Linked DNA regions of Xenopus laevis: region 2 is linked to region 1. Evidence: chromatin contacts called from public Hi-C data. All regions are on one chromosome and are shown on one strand. The core of a region is the stretch at or near the end of the contact, and the rest is flanking DNA. Distances in the headings are between cores, read along the strand shown.

Region 1 (5,486 bases), core at 1,236-3,735:
GATAAACTCATAGCAGGTTTATGTCCCAGTGAACTAGAAATAATAAACAGGAAGCAAAAACTGCAATAAACCAATAGTATTTTACAGAAACTACTCACAAAGCAAACAAAAGCTCTGTGCAAAACATTGTAAGAAAAAACAAAGCATTATGTGATGGCAGTATCACAAGGGGAAAAAAACGAAGGAAGCACCAAATCTATTATTTTGGGATTTGGGTGAATCCTTCATGGAAAATTAAGCAGAATCCCCAACCCAATCCAAACCCTAAATTGCATATGTTAGGAAGTGCTAAAGAGAACAGTGTATCACACAGATTTAACCTCCTGTAAGTCATGTGATCTCACGGAGTCCGATTGGGTTTGGCCAGGCACTTGGATTCGGCTTAATCCGGCAGAAAATGTCAGAACCCCCAACCAAATCCTGGGGGTGGGGGGTGGATTTTTGACTACACAAAAGAGAAATTTTTCTTTGAACAAATGGTCTAAAATGCATAAAATTCTTCTCTTGTCTTTTTTACACTCACACACACGATTGTATCTATGGCACCGACAGTACCTGAATGCCAGTAATTCTACAATTCCATGACTGCTATTGTTTTATGGGTTTCTTGAGAGGTCCTACATATAGCCACCATGGCCAGAATTTAGTTACACACGTGTAGCATGACTGTATTCCAAATGCAATGTAAAAATAGTCAAGTAATTTATAGAGCAAACGATCATTATGATGATGTTAGTTTTGCTCCCTTGCAGTACAGGGATCCTATTATCCCTTCCAGGCACTATGTGCACAGTGTTTTAACAGTTCACTAAAAAGTTCATTATTCCCCCATGACAGACGACATGTAATTCTAAGGATTATTCAAAAGGTGGCAGCAAGCAACCAGTGCATGGTCAGCTAGATGCTTGAATGCTTTATAGTGACATCTAGTGGCTATTCTGTAAAAATGTTACTCTGGAATGAATAAAATACATTTATCAAAAACTACATTTACTACACTGTCTGTGCTTCACCAGGCCAAAAATGGTTATGCAGACACAGTAAAGCTGGCATTCAAATGTATATGTAAGCAAATAAATATATAAAAAAGATAATACATACACAATAGTCTATGTCCTTATATGTATGAACATCCTTTATATAGCGTTTATATACACAGCACTATTCATGTTTACAATACACCAAAATGTGTGAAGACACAGCATCTCTGCACAAGAGAGCTGCAGGCAAAAACAAACGTATAATAAAATAAAGATTGTTTTCCATTTTGGGTGTAAATATATCCCCATACTAAAAAAACTGCTACATGAATAATTACTGAACCCATAAGCTTCTTTTACCAGCTTAGAGGTACAGTCTACTCACAGGGAGGAGTTCAGTCTTCAAAACTGTGCAAGGAGCATCATTAAAATGACCCCAAATTGCTTCTTCTTTTTTTTTTTTTTAACCACTCCTGCAGATATATTTTTATGGGGGTTAGGATGTATGAAATCCTATAATTGCACACACATTTTGTTTTACAAATACATTTAGAGTTTTCACAAGTATTCCAATTGAGTGCCATACTATATACATATATACACACAAACATATACAAACAGCAGGTCTGGATGCAGTTCAAAACATCCACACAACTATATCACGAAGGAACCAGCACTCACAGAACTACAAGAGGCAACCCAGTGTAATGTCATTACTGGTCACTGAAACAGGCCAATTAAACTACATAAAACTACTAACGAGCAAACAATTTTTAGGAGTGACTAAACATTTAGTTAAACTGGCACCAATATAAAAGTGACCGTTTTTGACTGAAAGTGTTGAACCTGGTTTATCTTAAAAAAAGCTGAAAAAAGTTTAAATTTGGTAAATTTGCTATTGTAAAATTGGTAATATCTTTAAAAAGAAGTGCTCTCAAGCAAGTTTTATTCTTGACTTTAGACCCTCTTTAAAGGGCACCTGTTGGCTAAATATTTTATCTCCAACCAAAGGTGCGGACTTATAGAGCTCACACTCTGGTTGGGGTAACAGTAGTAGTTTTTTTTGTTTTTGTTTTTTAAATTGTCCCCATCAGCGCTAGGTTACATTCCTCGTTGTTTCCAGGTGCAAGCTGGCCATACATACAGCAATCCATCTTAAGGTGGGCGATATTGGGCTGATCGGATTGTGGACCCTAGGGCCCAATTATTGGATTACAAACAGGAGAATATGGGAAGTTGGATCAAGGGCCACATCAATAAACAAATGCGGTCCTCTTTCCGATGGAATTTTAAAACCCGCCCATTTGACGTCTGGCCAACTTTTGGCCAGATATCGATCAGGGGAGCCCGTTGGAGGGCCCCATACACTGCCCAATGAGCTGCCAATTAACAGTTGTTTAGGAATTAACAGTCACTGAAAAGAGGTCAGAGACAAAGAGCTGATCACAAGCAGTACCTAGCAGTATTCTAGCTTTCTTTTGCTGCTGAGTTGTCCATACATTAACATGTGCGCTTACTGCAGAGGATTAGTCTGGAGACTGGAATCTCATTTCATGCCCCTTTTTAAATGACAAGTGTGATTACACTCCTGGCTGGAGTTACTCCCATCTAAACAGTCTAATATTCACAGACAGATTTAGAGAAAGCAGGACTCATGATAAAGAACCCCTTCATTTAAGAAGTGGAGCATTGCATAAATCAGGCAAGTTAAACCTACTGGCCTCCAACTGGTACTTAAAGGGGAATTATCATACAAAAAGTTTCAATACAATTAATCTCATGATAAGAAGAAACATTACAAATAAAATGAATTAAAAATTCTCTACTATTTCTAAAATAATGATGTTAGGCTTTACTAAATGCCTACCTGCAGAGTTTGTTGTTTTGAAAGACAGCTTGAATATATTTGTCTAGGAAAAGGGAGCACAAAAGCTGGAGGGCAGTAAACTGGACATGTCATGTGTATAGTTTTCTCTGCCAGCAGGTATCAGCCTGTCGCTGTGCCTACAATCTAAAAATTGGCTCTAAATGTGCCTTTTTTGGGCCAATATACGTATAACCTTTGTGCAAATTGACAGACTGCCTAAAATGCCAATGCACATACACAGGGCTGTAGGGGGCCCAAATGACCATGCGTTTTGCAAATTTTTCCCTTCGTGAATTTGCCAGCAAAGCAACAGTGAACAGATTAACTAGTCTCACTAGTTGAGAATTCAGCTAGTCTGATAATAGTATACATAAGAACATTGGTATATTTAAAATCAGTGCCACAAAGCACATTTATTTGTCAGAAAATATACAGTCCTAGAGAAATAGATTCCCCTGTAAAAGTAAAACAAGCACTAAATAAAATAATTTTCCAGCACTAAAGTAAAACTTTAATACAATACACAATTTTATGCATCATTTTCAGATAAAAGAAAACCACTGCAATGCTGATGAAAATAGCCCTATAATCCCTTGCTTGTTGGGCAACAAATATTTGGCATTGACATGAAATCTACCTTTCACCAATGGACACTAGAGTCAAAGGTTGTTAAAATTCTTCCATATCCAGGAGAATGTCTCATGAAATTGAAATTGTGCTGATAAGACAAAACAACCCATGGATTTTAAAGAACTGCTATCACTTTTGACATGCAACATGTAAAAATCACAAATTTTCCTGCTGCATTTTACATTCTTAAGGCTAATGTCAACTGGAATTATGTCCTGGGCAGGAAATTTAAAATGATTCTCAGATGCAGAACAGGGGGTATTTGGAGGGGATTTTTAAACACTAATCAAAATTAAGCGAAGCTAAATTTCAATTTGCCTCTACCACATCATAAATCAAGCCTGTTAAATAAAGCACAAAAGAAAAGAAAATTTGACATCAACAGATAGCCTTTAACGGTCTCCTGGAGGTTTTGTATTAATTGCTGAAGAAAGCTAGCTAAAAGATCAAGGTTGTTTACATGAAACAGAACATTAGTTGATAAAGCACTCGCATGAGCAAAGCCAAGAAAAAAAATCTAAGGATGATTAATTAGCTGGAGAGGCGGGTGACTATTATTACACATAATTGGGTTAATTGGGATATGCTGCACAATGTATTGTACACAGTTGTAAGGGTTTGAGTTGAAAATGTTCTGTAACAAATTCTGTAAATTAAAAAAACACCAATTAATGGATCATTGTTTTGTCTTTATTGTCACAACTTCTAAATGGTGTCCCTTGTTTAAAACTTTCAGTAATGGTCAGCTGGGAGTGAAGCTTACGGAGAGGAAGCTGAATATCATTTAATACAATATGACACGACTGCATGTGATTTTCTAGTTAGAGTTGCAGGTGGCCCTTTTTTGAGCAGCCACTGTGGGTGCTGGGAGACCTGTGGCACTTCCCATTTTAGTGAATGTCAAGAAAATAGCAGTGGCAATCAAAGCCCCTCATGTGCCACAGCACTAATATGATGAAGCCACAGAATGGTATTAATAGTACAAACATTATTAGAAAACAGGATTTCTTTTTACACGATCAATTGATGGAGTTATTAAAGGAAGGGAACCGTTATAAGACAGAACAACAAGAACTCAGAACTATTACTATGAAATGTGTACCAGTCATTTTCCAATATTTAAATGGAAAAAAAACCCCACAAATTTTCCACCGGATTTCCATTAGCAAGTGTTCCCTGGAGCAAATATGCTAATAACTGTTGAACAGTATCTGGAATTCTAGCCATGCACTGATCACAGTTAGGCTGGCTAATGATTAGCAGTACTGGCTGTGGATATGTATGCGCACACTGGGGGGGGGGGCAATATCAACACACAACATGAATGTAATTAGGCCTCAGTCAATTATTTAACCCCTTGGAGCCCATTAAATCAATACAGCCGAAAATTGCATATAGGATGTCTCATCCATACACAGACCCATCCAGTTAATCACACAAGCTCAAGAGGGATATTTATCAGTAATCACAATCATAATTTTGCCATGAATAGCAAAAAAACAAAAACAAAAAAAAAACAATTGAAAAAAAAAGGAAAAGAAAAACTTTTGCATCTCTTTTTGCCACTATCATGATAAATCCATTTGAGATTTAACTACCTTTTACTAGCTACCTTTTACCTTATCAGTTGTAAATCTTCACTGAACACCAATCTCACAATGTCATCAGGTTTTTGTTTTGCTTTAGGATAGTGTTACACAGCATGTTGTTTCACCCTTGTATACAATATATAGGACATGCTTTGACGTCCTTATATTTGACTTTTCTTTCTTTTTTAAAACTTAAGCAACAACGGGGCCTATCTTTAGAATGGGAAACGACGGTAATCGTGCAGTATCCTTTTATAATACTGCAACCAAATAATACACACATAGCATTTATTTCAAGATGAAAATGTTAAAGAAAACAGGAAGTAAATACAAGTAACATACACATATTTAAGGAAACAAAGGTGCTGCAATAAGGATTCCAAAAATTATAGTTACTGAAAAGCAAAACATACTATGGAT
Region 2 (5,486 bases), core at 1,381-3,880, 140 kb after region 1:
TCCTCCTTAAAGGGGAAGGAAACCTAGTCGGCGCAAACCAAGCCACCCCCCCACCCATTTGTTGCCCACCCTCCCTCCTCCCCCCTGGCCTACCCGTCCCGCTGGGCAAATGCCCCTAACTTGTTACTTACCCTTCTGCGCAGGTCCAGTCCAGGGAGTTCACAGACGACATCTTCTTCCATGCGATCTTCTTCCTGCTGTGAACGACTTTTTGGCGCATGCGCAGTAGGATCATTTCGCCAGTATGGATCTACTGCCCATACGCCAAAAGTCACACGCATGCGCAGTAGATCGTACCGGCGAAATGATCCTACTGCGCATGCCCCGTTCACAGCAGGAAGAAGATCGCGTGGAAGAAGATGTCGTCTGTGAACTCCCTGGACTGGACCTGCGCAGAAGGGTAAGCAACAAGTTAGGGGCATTTGCCCAGCGGGACGGGTAGGCCAGGGGGGAGGAGGGAGGGTGGGCAACAAACGGGAGGGGGGGTGGGGGGTTTGCGCCGACTAGGTTTCCTTCCCCTTTAAAGTTCGTTTTAGAGACTCATTGTCCTAAAGCTGCCCATACACACACACACACAGATATTGTCCAATTCAGGTTTATTTCAATAATCTAAACAAGTGTATTGCGCAAACAATCTAGACAGATATTAAAATCAGGGGCCATATGTACCATATAGGCACTTGAGGGCCCATGTCTAGGGTGGCAGCTTTTGACTCTTTGGTAAAACTACTGAGAATTTCTCCGCGGGTTGCCACTAGATATTCGCCGGCCAAATCCAGCAGCAGTGCTGGGTACCTGAACCCCCAACAATCAGCATATATACAGTGCATCTCTGAAGAAGCTGTCCTCAAACAAACAGGTTAGGTGTGACATCACTTCCAGTCACAGCCGTTAGTGGATGCATAGGTGGAACACAAGAGAGGGAAACCCCGGCAGAATCCATCTCTTTGTATTGCAAAGGTTCACCTCCACAGTCTGCACCATAATACTAAAGAAGTGGTTGTTTGATATGCACTCAGAAGTGTGATTTATAAAAAGAAACTCCCTTGAGTTGATACTGATATGATGTTTTAATTGTTTGAACCATGCTTTAAATAATTCTACCTTTTGAAGAAAGCACAATAAACAACTTGTATTAATTAATTTTAATTTAACTTTGGAGATAGCACTTTGTTAAAATCACTAGAGCACTTTAGGACACACAAGAAAATGATGTGCAAAGACTTTCTATAGTTCAAGACACTCACAGAATTGTGTTGCAGCACGCTATTGATTAAACTGAATGTTAACAATACTGTGCTAGGTTCTGTTATTTGTTCTTTTTCCGTAGCCTGCAGAGCTTATCAATAACTTTATCTTGATTTTTTTTTAATCTAAAGTACAGCAGGTTCTTCTGTGTAAGTGCTGATCAAGGGCTGAGGTCTGGCGCCCGCAGCACCAAAATACAGCCCTGAATATTTACCGTGGATCCAGTTTCTTCTGCCATCTGAGAGGTTTGAAGATTTCCATCATATCCCTTGGTTCATACAACAATATCTGTGTGTGTAGAGCCAATGTTGCCATAACTGTACTACAGGTTTTCCAGATCACGATGTCCTATATGAAAACCGAGCTGCTGTCTATGCATTCATGGCCTGTTTAAAGAGGTTGTTCACCTTTGAGTTAACCGTTAGTATGATATTGAGAGTGATATTCTAAGACAATATACAATTCTTTTGTGGTTTTTGCATTATTTAGCTTTTTTCAGCAGCTCTTCAGTTATCAATCTCAGCAATCTGGTTCCTAGGGTCCAAATTACCCCAGTTGTAATGCACCGGTTTGAATAAGAGACTGAAGCATGAATAGGAGAGGGTCTGAATATAAAGTAACAAAAAGTAGCAATAACAATAAATATGTAGCCTTACAGAACATTTGTTTTTTTAGATGGGGTCAGTGACCCCCATTCGAAAGCTAGAAAATAATTTTAAAAAAAATCACAAAAAAAGAAGGAATGAAGACCAATTGAAGAGTTGCTTAGAATTAGCCATTCTCTAACATCTTAAAATCAGATATTTTCTATCATAGTTAGTTAAATTGGCCTTTTAGCAAATGATCGGAGTTCATAATCCATCAATATGTGCTGAATGGATATAAGAATACTTGTTTGGATAGGATGCACCCTGCAGTGTCCCTATACAGCTCAGCCAGTGTAGCATTTGGATTTCAGATAACTATCATTTAATTAATTATATGGTAACCACAAGCACAGTGTTTCTGCTTATATAGCCTGTGAATGACCCTTGCACTTTTTCAGAGTCCCCTACCGAATTTAGGAATACATTAGGCATTCGATATATTGTGTTGTATGGGTGAATGGGTCTCGAATCCATTCCTGCCAGCACTCACCTCCTCCATGCTGCTCACTGTATGACGGCTGCTGCTGCCTGTACTGGGGTCGCCACTGGTTCCATCCTCCACCCCACAGCCCCTGAGGGGAAGGTGGAGGACAATGAAACCATGGAACTGGTGGTGGGCCTGTGCAAGGCCCAGCTGTAAACATCGGAGGTCTGAGTCCCGGGGCCGGGTAATGATTTAAGTTCTCCATACTAGTGGATAGCACAGCGCACACATCAGAAAACGTGCCTACTCAACTATTCTCCCACTTCCGTGTAAAACTGACAACTGCGCCATATTTGATAAGGGCAAAACAACCTCTTCTCCCAAACAATGTATTTCCCTGAGACGCCCTGAGTGACAGATTATACAGAGAGGAAGCAACACCTCACGTGCATGTTTATTTAAGATGCTAGTCAAGTGCCAAAGACCCAAATGTAAAGTATTGCATAATTGCAAGCACCCCCACCGCCGCGGCCGCAAAACATTAGCGCGCTGTCATCTGAACGCGCCGGAAATCGCGTCGCACTGAATCAACGTCACGGTGTTCATAGAGGAACATGGGGTAATAAATGTAATGTAAAAGCATCAGGCAAATACTTTTATGGCAAAATGATAAATAGCATTCAAAGGCAATGTTAAGATTGATGTAAAAAAAAGCTATTTTCTGGTGTTGGTAGCATCCTAAAAGTAAGTGTTTTTTTTTTTTTAAAGTAAATTATTTTTCAAAGCATTAAAAATCAAATCATGTGGTAGAAGCAATAACTGCAGGAAGTAAGCTTAATAAGAAAAAGGCAGCATGTAGATATATTACATTACAATGACCCATGAAGTATTTTTCACCCTGTTTGCCATAGTTAACAATATCTATGGCAACAGAAAAGCACTTACAGTATAGTCAGGATAATTGACCTAGTAATAGTTACGTCCTTCCATATTTCATGTTATTAATAAGCTGTTCCTTGTAGGAGTCTCGCTAAAAAGTATCAACCATGACCTCCTCCTAATACTTTCCCTGTTATTTAGTTGCAGGCCCAGTGCTGCCACCTGGCTACAAGTGTGACAGCAGCAGCTCAGACTTGTCAGATGACAGTGAGCAGGAGTCCATATCATACAAAAGAAGTTCAAATACATCCAAAAACAAATATTATAAAAGCAGGTCAGTCTTAACTGTAAAAAAAATGAAACCATGGTCATGGCATTAATTTCCATATTAAAAACACAAAAATACTTGCTAAGCTGATCTTAAAACACCCCAAGTAGTACATTTTCCAGGGCTTAGCCCGATATTGCCCTGCTTTTGGTGGGCACATTGGGAGAAAGAGCGACTCGTTTGCAGAGGTTTCCAAACTAGCAGATCTTTGTGTAAGGCCACTTTAAATACATATACCTTACATTTACTAAAGGAGCAGTTTACATCTAAATTAACTTGAATAATGTTACAGCTAAAACAACAGTTTGGGTTTTTTGTTATTATTTTGCTTAATTTTTTGGGAGAAGACACAAAGAGCTACAAGTTGCATCTAATCTACTGTCATGGCTACAAAATAGACAATAGTGATAGAGCTAGGTAGCTTCCCTATGTCTCCAATGTTCACAAAGTCTCAATCAGTCACAATCACAAACTGCCTGAACTAGAAATGTGACCAGCAGGTGATCTGATGCCTTGTCTGTTGCCATAAATATCCTGGTGTATTCAAAATCTATTTTTCCTTAAATGTGGTGTCAGAGCTGTTATTAGAGTATAATATCATTCACAGCAAACAAAGTCTGCCAATAGTCAGCACAGAAGCAGATGATGACTTTTTTTTGGGCCAACTCTTCCACCAGGGTTTAAGAAGCAATCAGATTCTCCAGAAAGGTATGTTAAAAATAACATGCTAAATCAATACACTGAAGCTACTTGTTACATGTGTTGAACCTTGTTTAGTTCAAGTATATCATTTCCATTTTGTGCAATAAGTAGTGGTTTTGGAGGCTAGGGAGATCTGTATTAGGAGGACTACTCACCCTAGGAATTATTTCTAGATTTTATTTTATGATGGTAGTCAAGCAAAATAAACTTCAATAACACTATATAAATTATTTCAGTGTTGTTGCTTTTAGTCTTGGAATTCACATTGTGGCAGGCACCATTTTGTGCACACTGTAATGAAGGCAAGCTTTGCATCATGCCAACATCTTTTTTATGTTCTAGAATGGGGGACCTAATGCCCAATTAGATGGTGGGAGGGAACTTTTGTTTATTATAATCAGTATCACACAAATACAGAAACACAGGGGATCAGAACATTATATAATCAGAAGGAGATATTAACATTTTCCCATCATCTAAGAGATTTTAACCTCCTGTGCCTTTATAAAGGGTAAGCTACAATGCATCAACTAATAAAAGCAGCACTCCTCAAAGCCTCTATTTGACCTAACTGTCAATCAGAATCTGACATGAGTGCATGAAGTGAGAATGAAGACAGATGCTGACAGGGGTATAGGGAAGACAAACTATATTGTTTTATAAACCATGCGGAACACACGATTTTGTTCAAAAATGTCTTCTTTTAGTATGGTAAAGCTTATTTTAAATTTTCATGATAGTTCCCCTTTAGGAGGGGTTATATGGGCAATGAGAATCCATTACAAAAGAGCACATTTACCAAGCAGAATAACATTGCAAATGTTTATTAAATCTACATGTTTTGGGCCACATGTGCCCTTTTTCATGATATGGTCAAGCAATTTAACTGACATGAACCTTCCTGCCTGACCATCACTGAACTCTTTTCTCTTTGTTTTAAATAGAAATCTAAAAGGTAGATTCAAAGTTGCTGCTTTACAAAAAAACAATTTTATTATGGGATTTTTATGCATTTGCTTATATACTGTCCAGCCACAATGGGTTGTAATATTTAGTTCATCAATGGTGGTAACTAGTGGAATTCTTCCATCACATTTTTTATTTCTCATTTCCAAGTAGGCATGCTTAATGCACAGGAATTATGTCTGGGGCTGCATTGATTCCAGGATTCAAGTACATTTTTAATATATCCTGATCTGCACTGGGTTTTGTTCAAGAATCCAACGATTTTGTGGTTTCGGGCGACAAATCCGAAAAA

Evidence for each region. Hi-C and Micro-C count contacts between places; a contact is called where the count stands out from the background.
Region 2: a Hi-C map of the XL177 cell line shows a contact between it and region 1, with 4 times the contacts expected there. The contact joins the promoter of nufip1.S here to the enhancer-like site in region 1. A contact is called at or near these places in 2 of 4 Hi-C or Micro-C datasets (the XL177 cell line and the XTC cell line).

What each region holds. Positions count from the first base shown.
Region 1 is chr2S:125,137,831-125,143,316 of Xenopus_laevis_v10.1, forward strand. All of the region lies in intron 1 of LOC108709791 (TSC22 domain family protein 1), which reads right to left. Among protein-coding and RNA genes, the nearest start is that of LOC108709791, 30 kb to the right of the region's middle. Within about 2 kb of position 2,486, at least 1 of the 7 cell types and tissues checked has an H3K27ac peak or open chromatin away from gene starts, as enhancers often do.
Region 2 is chr2S:125,279,516-125,285,001 of Xenopus_laevis_v10.1, forward strand. nufip1.S (nuclear FMR1 interacting protein 1 S homeolog) reads right to left here and starts at 2,631. Exons shown (of 10, transcript NM_001096952.1): 1 at 2,386-2,631. The coding sequence starts at 2,584. It also overlaps the pseudogene LOC108708987.